Regions from separate parts of the Rattus norvegicus genome. Here region 2 is linked to region 1. A link is a contact called in public Hi-C data. All regions are on one chromosome and are shown on one strand. The core of a region is the stretch at or near the end of the contact, and the rest is flanking DNA. Distances in the headings are between cores, read along the strand shown.

Evidence for each region. A called contact is a pair of places that touch in the nucleus more often than the background predicts.
Region 2: a Hi-C map of frontal cortex shows a contact between it and region 1, with 3 times the contacts expected there. The contact joins two enhancer-like sites. A contact is called at or near these places in 3 of 12 Hi-C or Micro-C datasets (Schwann cells, frontal cortex and mammary epithelial cells).

What each region holds. Positions count from the first base shown.
Region 1 is chr13:91,449,027-91,452,680 of GRCr8, reverse strand. The region is part of intron 16 of Sdccag8 (SHH signaling and ciliogenesis regulator SDCCAG8); the gene reads right to left. Among named protein-coding and RNA genes, the nearest start is that of Sdccag8, 160 kb to the right of the region's middle. Within about 2 kb of position 2,345, at least 25 of the 93 cell types and tissues checked have an H3K27ac peak or open chromatin away from gene starts, as enhancers often do.
Region 2 is chr13:92,215,487-92,219,202 of GRCr8, reverse strand. No RefSeq gene overlaps it. Among named protein-coding and RNA genes, the nearest start is that of Spmip3, 58 kb to the left of the region's middle. Within about 2 kb of position 2,217, at least 31 of the 93 cell types and tissues checked have an H3K27ac peak or open chromatin away from gene starts, as enhancers often do.

The DNA.
Region 1 (3,654 bases), core at 1,096-3,595:
CCCCCCCCGTGTGGGTTTTAGACCAACCCTCCAATGTGCCCTGGAAAACAGTACTGTGAGTCCTGAAAATATTTCCAGTGGTGGTGTTTTATGCCAAGGCTTTCGGTCTTGATTTTTGCCCCTCTTTACAAAGTTACCACGAGTTTCATTTCTAAGCCCTACTTAGAAATTCCCCTCCAAATGCTTTGTCTCTGCCCACTCTCCCAAACTCCCCTCAGATTTCAATTCCCAGACACCCTTGAACTTCGCACACAGTGCCAGTCTGAGCCTGCACGGAATAATCAGTGTATTAATTCCACTCACAGACAGTGAGATCTCTCTAACACAATCTGCCCAACCTGAACTCTTTCCTTCAGAAACGTTTTGCTTTTAAAAAGAAACTCCCAGCATGATCTCCTGAGAAGCGACATGTAACAGACAGTGCATGTGGTGCTGGGCATGCGGCTCAGAATTACAAGAGAATTTTGGACTTTGTTTCTTCAGTTCCATGTGCATAATGTGCATGTGGCCGAAACTGACATCAGACATGGAGAGGAAAAAGCCTTGGGGGGAGAGGGATGGGAGGGTGGTGGGAAAGACAGAAAATATGTTGATAAAAACAGTAACTTCTGTTAATCTACATTTTCCAGTCACTGTCTTAATTAAGAATGTTAGGGAATATGTTACAGTTTAATTGCATTGTTTCAAGAAACTTCAAGGCTGACAAATTCCAGGCTGTGTACACTTGGAAAGAAAAAGGGATCAGAGTGACAGTTTCTTCTAATTGGTGAATAACAATCAGAATTAGGCTTTTCACAGATACCGGCCCCCAACGAATCCCAAATTCACCAGACAGAGCAAGAATATCCTAACGTTTAACATGTTAGCAAGAAATGGGCTCTGGAGAAAAGAGAAGCAGGCGTGTTTCAAATGTGTAAGAGCACAGTATATCGCAAAATACCAATAGTTAGTTAAGAATCACCACAGGATTTCCAGATGACCCCATTTAACAAGAACAAAGCCAGAAACAACGCCAGTTTGCAGATGATCCCCACCCCTAACCCGGCTCTCTCCTGCTCCAACCCAGTTACAGAGGCCCTGGCTCCCATGCTTCTCTCTGCAGGAGGTTGTGTGTTGTACAATGGACAAAGAAGAATGCGCTGTCACAGCTCACGTCCTAAGAGACGCTGTGGTAGACACATACTTTACACAGCTCTGATTTTTCATGTTTTTATTATTGTGGTGTGCATGAATATATATGAGTATGGTATGTGTGTGCACCTGTGTGTCTGCATGCATGCGTGGTACATGTGGAGATTTAGAAAACAAGTCTGTGGAGTTGTTTCTCTCCTTCTACCTTTATGGGGGTTCTGGGTATCGAACTCGTCTAGACCACCAGGCTTGCACAGCGAGTGGCTTTATTTACTGAACCACATGGTCAGTCAGTTTTAACCTACAAGCTGCTTCCTTTCCTTGCTTCTATTTGGGGGAGGGGCTGTACAGCTGGGGTCAGACAAGACAGGCGAGGCATCAATATTCAGTATGCTCTGTTCCCACAGGGCTCAGAAAGACCAGGAACTGACCAGTCACTCTCAGCTCTCAAAGTTTAATGAAATTTTGCTTAATGATTCTCTCAGGTCAACCCACTGCTTCCTTGGCTGTCCTTAGCCATTTGACCTTCTAAGCCAACTTTTGACACATCTGAGCCTCAGAGTTAGTTATGTACCCTAGAGGGAGTAGACCTAACTTTTCTGGCCACTCTAGATTTTGCTGCTTGTACAAAGTTCCCCACTCAGCAACAGAGCACAATGCTTGCCTTGCAATGACCATGTGCTGCCTGCGCCCCAGGCCTCACTGCTCAGCTTATGCTCATTCTGAACTGTAAAACAGCATCTGAGCTCCTGGGTGAGCCAGTGGATGTCAGGTGTGGCCCAACAGCCCAGTGACGTCACTGGTAGAGACAGGGAGATCTCCATTAGTGGCAGGCTCTGCTCTCACGGGCTCCTGGCGACCTTCACAGCATCTCCTGGAGTCAGGATGGAAACACCGGCCCTTGGGAGTTAGACAGGCTTCCTGCAGAAGGCATTTGTCCCGGCCCTGAGAACTGTAGGACTGAGCCTGGAGCCCTGTGGAGGACAGAGGGACAGCACACAAGAGCAGGCCTGCAACATGGCTAATTAATTACCAAATTGGGGGCAGAGAGGAGAGTTCACAGGGGCCTAGAGCCCAGGAGAACCTAGGCATGTAATTAACAGTTGAAAAGTTCTAGTCAATTCTCAGAGTTCCAAGAACATTAAAAGCATACATAATGCTGCAGGGAGGGAAGCAGCCGCCGCCCCAGGGCCAATCGCCTCTCCAGCAGCGGCAGGGCTGCTCCCCTGCTCCCAGGACTGTTTGTTCCATTACACAATCTCCTGAAGCCATTTAGAGAGAGCTCAAACAACTGCCTGTACCAACGCGACACATGGCTTCCCATTCCGACTCTTTGCTAATCCAGACGCTGCAGCCATCTTTCTTTAAGATGCCATATGGTTGGCAGAAGCCTGCAGATCTAGCAGCACATCTGCTCTGCCTTGCTCCTTCCCTTGCTCCACCCCCAACAAAGGAGGGCTAGGGAGGCAGCCCATGAGGAGGGCTCCCGTGCCCCTGCCCGGCTGGAGCTCCTCTCACACACTGTAGCACAGCAAAGCTTTTAAGGGATGACTAGGAACTATTTGGGGGTCCACCATTTTTAACATTGGGGCATGGTGATTTTCTTTTCTTTTTTCTTCTTTTTGGTCTACTGATGATCTAAAAACAAGATTTGAAAAATAAAACATAGAATCTTGTTTCCCCCAAATTTGATTATTTTAAAGCCGGTTCTGAATGGTCTCCTGTGATTCTTGCAATGCAGTCTTCTACCAGAGAGCCTCCACCCTTGCTTGAGTAGTTTCTTTTTGGTCAAGGAAGACAGACTCACTGAGGGAGGAACAGATCCTGAGCTGGCTTTGTTAGCTAGCATAGCGGCTGTATGCTAATGAGGCAGCTCCACAAGGGGCTTTTTTGGTGTGATGAGCAGAGACTGTTGACACTGTTGAAATCCTGGCTCTCCTGGCCTGTGAGTCCATGGGCTGTCTCCTTGGAATCTGGCCCCCAGTGAGACAGTCTATTCAACTGTCTGATGACTGAAACCTGGCTCTCTCTAACTCTGAACAGTTTGAGGGTGGGGGAGAGGGTAGAAAATAGTCTATCAGGCCCATGGTCAAAAAGACATCAGTGAAACCGACAGAGTTCTTCTGCACAGATACATAAGACAGATAGATCCTTGGGGACAAAGGCCATAATGAACAGAGTCCTGAGAAGTGCGGGTGAGGGGTACAGTGACACTCAGCACATGGGGCTGCCCCCACTGCCACATGAGGAGCAAACTAAATGTCTGACCTCCTCGTAATTTGGTTTGCACCTTGTGTTGGTTAACCACACGCCATTCTTCATGTCTGTGGGAATGTGGTAAAGTCAGAAAGGAAGTGACTATCCTGCTGCGGCCAAAGACGGAGAGCAGGGGAGGGGAGAGACACGCCTTGGATGCTGCACATGCTGTCTGAAGCATGACTTTCCTTGTCCAGAGACCATGACAGACAGATTCTCATTTCAGTTTGACAGAGGAGGAGACTTATGTTTGGAAGGAGGGAAGGA
Region 2 (3,716 bases), core at 968-3,467, 770 kb before region 1:
TGTCCAATCTCCCCTGTGGTCAAACAGACCAATCTTCCTTGTCATACAGAGCTGTGATCTTGTGAGGCTGCAGGACACCTAAGTCCTTAAGACCAGACCTCATTTATACAACCATTTGTTTGTTTGTTCCTTTGCAAAAACAAATGTGCTGATAAATTGTCATTTCTCAGACTTTGAAGAGATCACAGCTAGAAAACGATCAGATCTAAGGATGAATCTACCAGGCATTTGGAGGCACTAAAGGGCAAGAGTCAGATGTAGGAATAAGAATTAAATAGTGGCACATGCCTTTAATCCCAGCATTGGGAGGCGGAGGCGGCGGCGGCGGCGGAGGCGGAGGCGGAGGCGGCGGCGGAGGCGGAGGCGGCGGCGGAGGCGGCGGCGGAGGCGGAGGCGGCGGCGGAGGCGGCGGTGGAGGTGGAGGCAGAGGCGGAGGCGGCGGTGGAGGCGGCGGAGGCGGATCTCAGTTCCAGGCCAGCCTGGTCTACACAGTGAATTCCAGGTCAGCTAAGGCTGGCTACTCGGTGAGACCCTGTCTCAGTACCTGTAGCAGTGCAAGTGTTCCTGCTAATATTGCCAGACTTTAGAAGTTCGGTTTTATTGTGAACAACCAACACTTGTCTATCCGCAGGGGATTTTTGCCTTTTCACAAGTTTTTATTTTTAATTTTTATTGTACTGAATTACATAAGGACATTTCTAGACAAGCTTATAATGTTCTTTGAACATCTGCCCCTCACATCCTGTTACCCTCCCCTTTGCGGGGCACCCCCCCCCTTCCTGTTAGTCCTCTAGACAGTGTGGAGGGAGGTCCAGGAAGCCCAGCTTAGAGGGAAGATGGCTAGAAGTCTGAGCCATCTGTCCTTACCATTCACCCAAGGATCTGAGGTCCTTTTGGCTGGCGTGCTACTCTCTCCGGGTGAAACTATTGATCTTGCTGTCAGTGGCACCCTAAGCTCACCTCATACACTAGGGAGATGAGTGGTGAATTCAGTAAGTAGAGGACACCGAAAAGGTCATCTGTGAGTGGGAAGCTGCTCTGTGCTCCCGGGAGAGCTTGAACGCTGTCCGTAGGCGGAACAGTAGCTAGCTGGCCCACTGACCCTAGCAGAACTGAAATTTAGCAGAAATGCGCATTTCCAGCTTTGACAACAGGAGCTCTTGGCTTCCTCCACACCACAAGCCGCACAGCAGCAATAGCCAGACCCATCTTGTATTCCATGAGTCACCCTGCATCACCCTTGTGGGACACAGACACCCAGGAGCTTCTGGAGCTGCTGTGTTGGACTCCCTGCTTTTTCCAGAAGATGAGGTACAAGCAGAGGGGTGGCATAGTGGTAGGGTTCATGTTCAGCACTTGGAACATGTTTAGCATTTACAAGACAAAGGTTTGATCTCCGACATCCCAGTCACACCAAGACCCTCCTCCTAGCACCGTGAACAGGAGACACAGTTAGATTCTCAAGCCCCACTCGGATCAGGCGCCATGTAGTCCTGTGATTTAACTGATTTAACTCCTCGAGACGCCTCTTCATTCCTCACGGTTCACTTGCTGGCCCTAAGCAGACAGACCAAAGAAAATGGCTGTACTTACATCATGAGAAACACAAGGGAGAGAGTTTGGCAGTAGGTATATTTAGGAAGGCATATGACTGTGTGGATTCGTTCTTTTTATCTATTCTGAGGCCAGGGTTTATGCTATATCGGGGTTAGGCATCAAAACAGGTTTAGAGTTTTTGAGGTTTAACCAAGTGTGCGTATAGAATCTACTTCTCTAGGAATCCTTAGTGTCCTCATGCGTACTGTTTTGTCTTTGGTATCGAAACTGAACCCAGGGCCTTCTGCATGCCAAGCATGGGCTCTAGCGCTAAGCTACCCTCAATTGCCAATAGTCGTTTTATTGGCTTTATCTTATATAAGCCTCAGAAAAGTGTAGTAATATTTACCATCAAGTCCATTTTATAGATGAGAAGCCAGTCATTAAAATGACGCTTTCTGTTCAGGTGAGAGAGACAAATAATTATTTGGTACTTAAATATGGTCCCGTGTGTGGTTTTCCCAAAAAAGTAGTTTATGACTTCCCGAGATGTCTTAAATAAAACACTGTGGAAAATGTTTTTGAAGACCCTTTCAAACATTTTCTGTAACCCCCACCCCCCTATCTTGTGAGGCTCTGGTTTGTCTAGACTTGTATATCCCCAGTGTGGCCACAAGATGTCAGGTTAATCTCGGTCTTTGAGAAACTGGCTTCATTGGAGCACCAGTAGAGAGGTGAAGGTCCTCTTTTGCTGAAGAAGACAAATGAATAAACAATAAAAAGTAAAACTAAGGGATAAAGAGAAAACAGAACGAAAGCCCTTAGGTGACTACGTAGCTTAAATAGAAGCGTGCATTATGTTCCTCTCCTTTTGGTTTGAATCAAGCAATTGGGAGTTCAGATAAGCCTGTGTGTCATTTCTGTTTGCTCTCGGAGGCAGGAGGTCAGGACTTGGGCCAGCCCCTTAGCGAACATTATTCATCTGTCCAGCCCCGGCTCTGGAACAAATGTGAAGAAATGAAGTCGCTTCAGTGAGGGGAGACAGTGTTGTTATTGTTGCTGGTGACGGTTCTATTTGCCAACAGGCATAAAAACATACTTTGGAACCCAAACAGGCTTGTCAGAGGGAACTTTTGTTCCATGTTTGGGCTGGGCCGCTTCCAGGGCAAAATCAGGCTGGCATTTGAACTTCAGGAGGCCAGGAGAGAGCTGTGCACAGCAGCCACTGACCGGAAAGGCCGGCCATCAGCTGCAGTTTTCATCTGGGTGTTATTTGACCGCAGTCCATGCAGCTTGGGCTGCCAACTGGGGTCACTTCTCTGAAAGTGTACTAAGGGGAGGGGGGGGGAGCAGGGCTCTGCGGTCCAGCATGGAGGACTCGGCCACAAGAGGGGCTAAGCAAGCTTAGGAGCGTGAGCTTTTGGAAAGCTGGCCCTCACTTTAGGGCTTTGGAGAGAGAAAGTGGTCCCGGTTCTGCAGGATTTATCTGCATTCGCCTCTTGATTACCCCAAGATCTCTGGCAATGCTGACAGGATCCCTTTGCTACGTGGATTAACCACCTTGGGGACAAAGCCATCCTTGCTGTGTGTGGTGAGAGTTCAGGGGTAGAGAAACTCGTGGTAATGCTAGTCTCAAGAAGCATCAATTCAGAAAGACTCTTTGCTTTTCTCTGCTACTGTTACATAATTCAAGCCGCCAGTCCCATTCGCAGCTGTCCTGCGGCCTCCTCCCTCTGCAGATGGGAGAAGCTCGCTGGAGGGACCGGCTTACACTAATCTATCTATTTGGAAGGCGAGGCGGTGATAAATTACGACCATGGCGAATAGCATTAAGATGCGGTAGAGCCAACAGTCCCTTGACTGTGAACTCCCAGCTCCCCCCCCCCCCCCACAACTCGGCAGAACTACCCAGGACCTCACTGGACATTTTATTTCACCTTGAGCTCCTGAGCTTAGAGAGGCTCTTATTCCAGAGCCCAAAAAGGCCCCCCTCCACCCCCCCCCCGTCTGAAGTGGCAAGCTCCCCACAGGAGCCTGAGAGTTTCAGTAAATGGATGAGCCTCTTATTTTGTAAATAAAGTAACAGCTCGAGGAAATGAAGTGATTGCCCCAATTATACACCTAATTGGTGGCAGATTAGGGACAGGAGCACAGCCCATCACTGCTGTTTCCTATCCCAC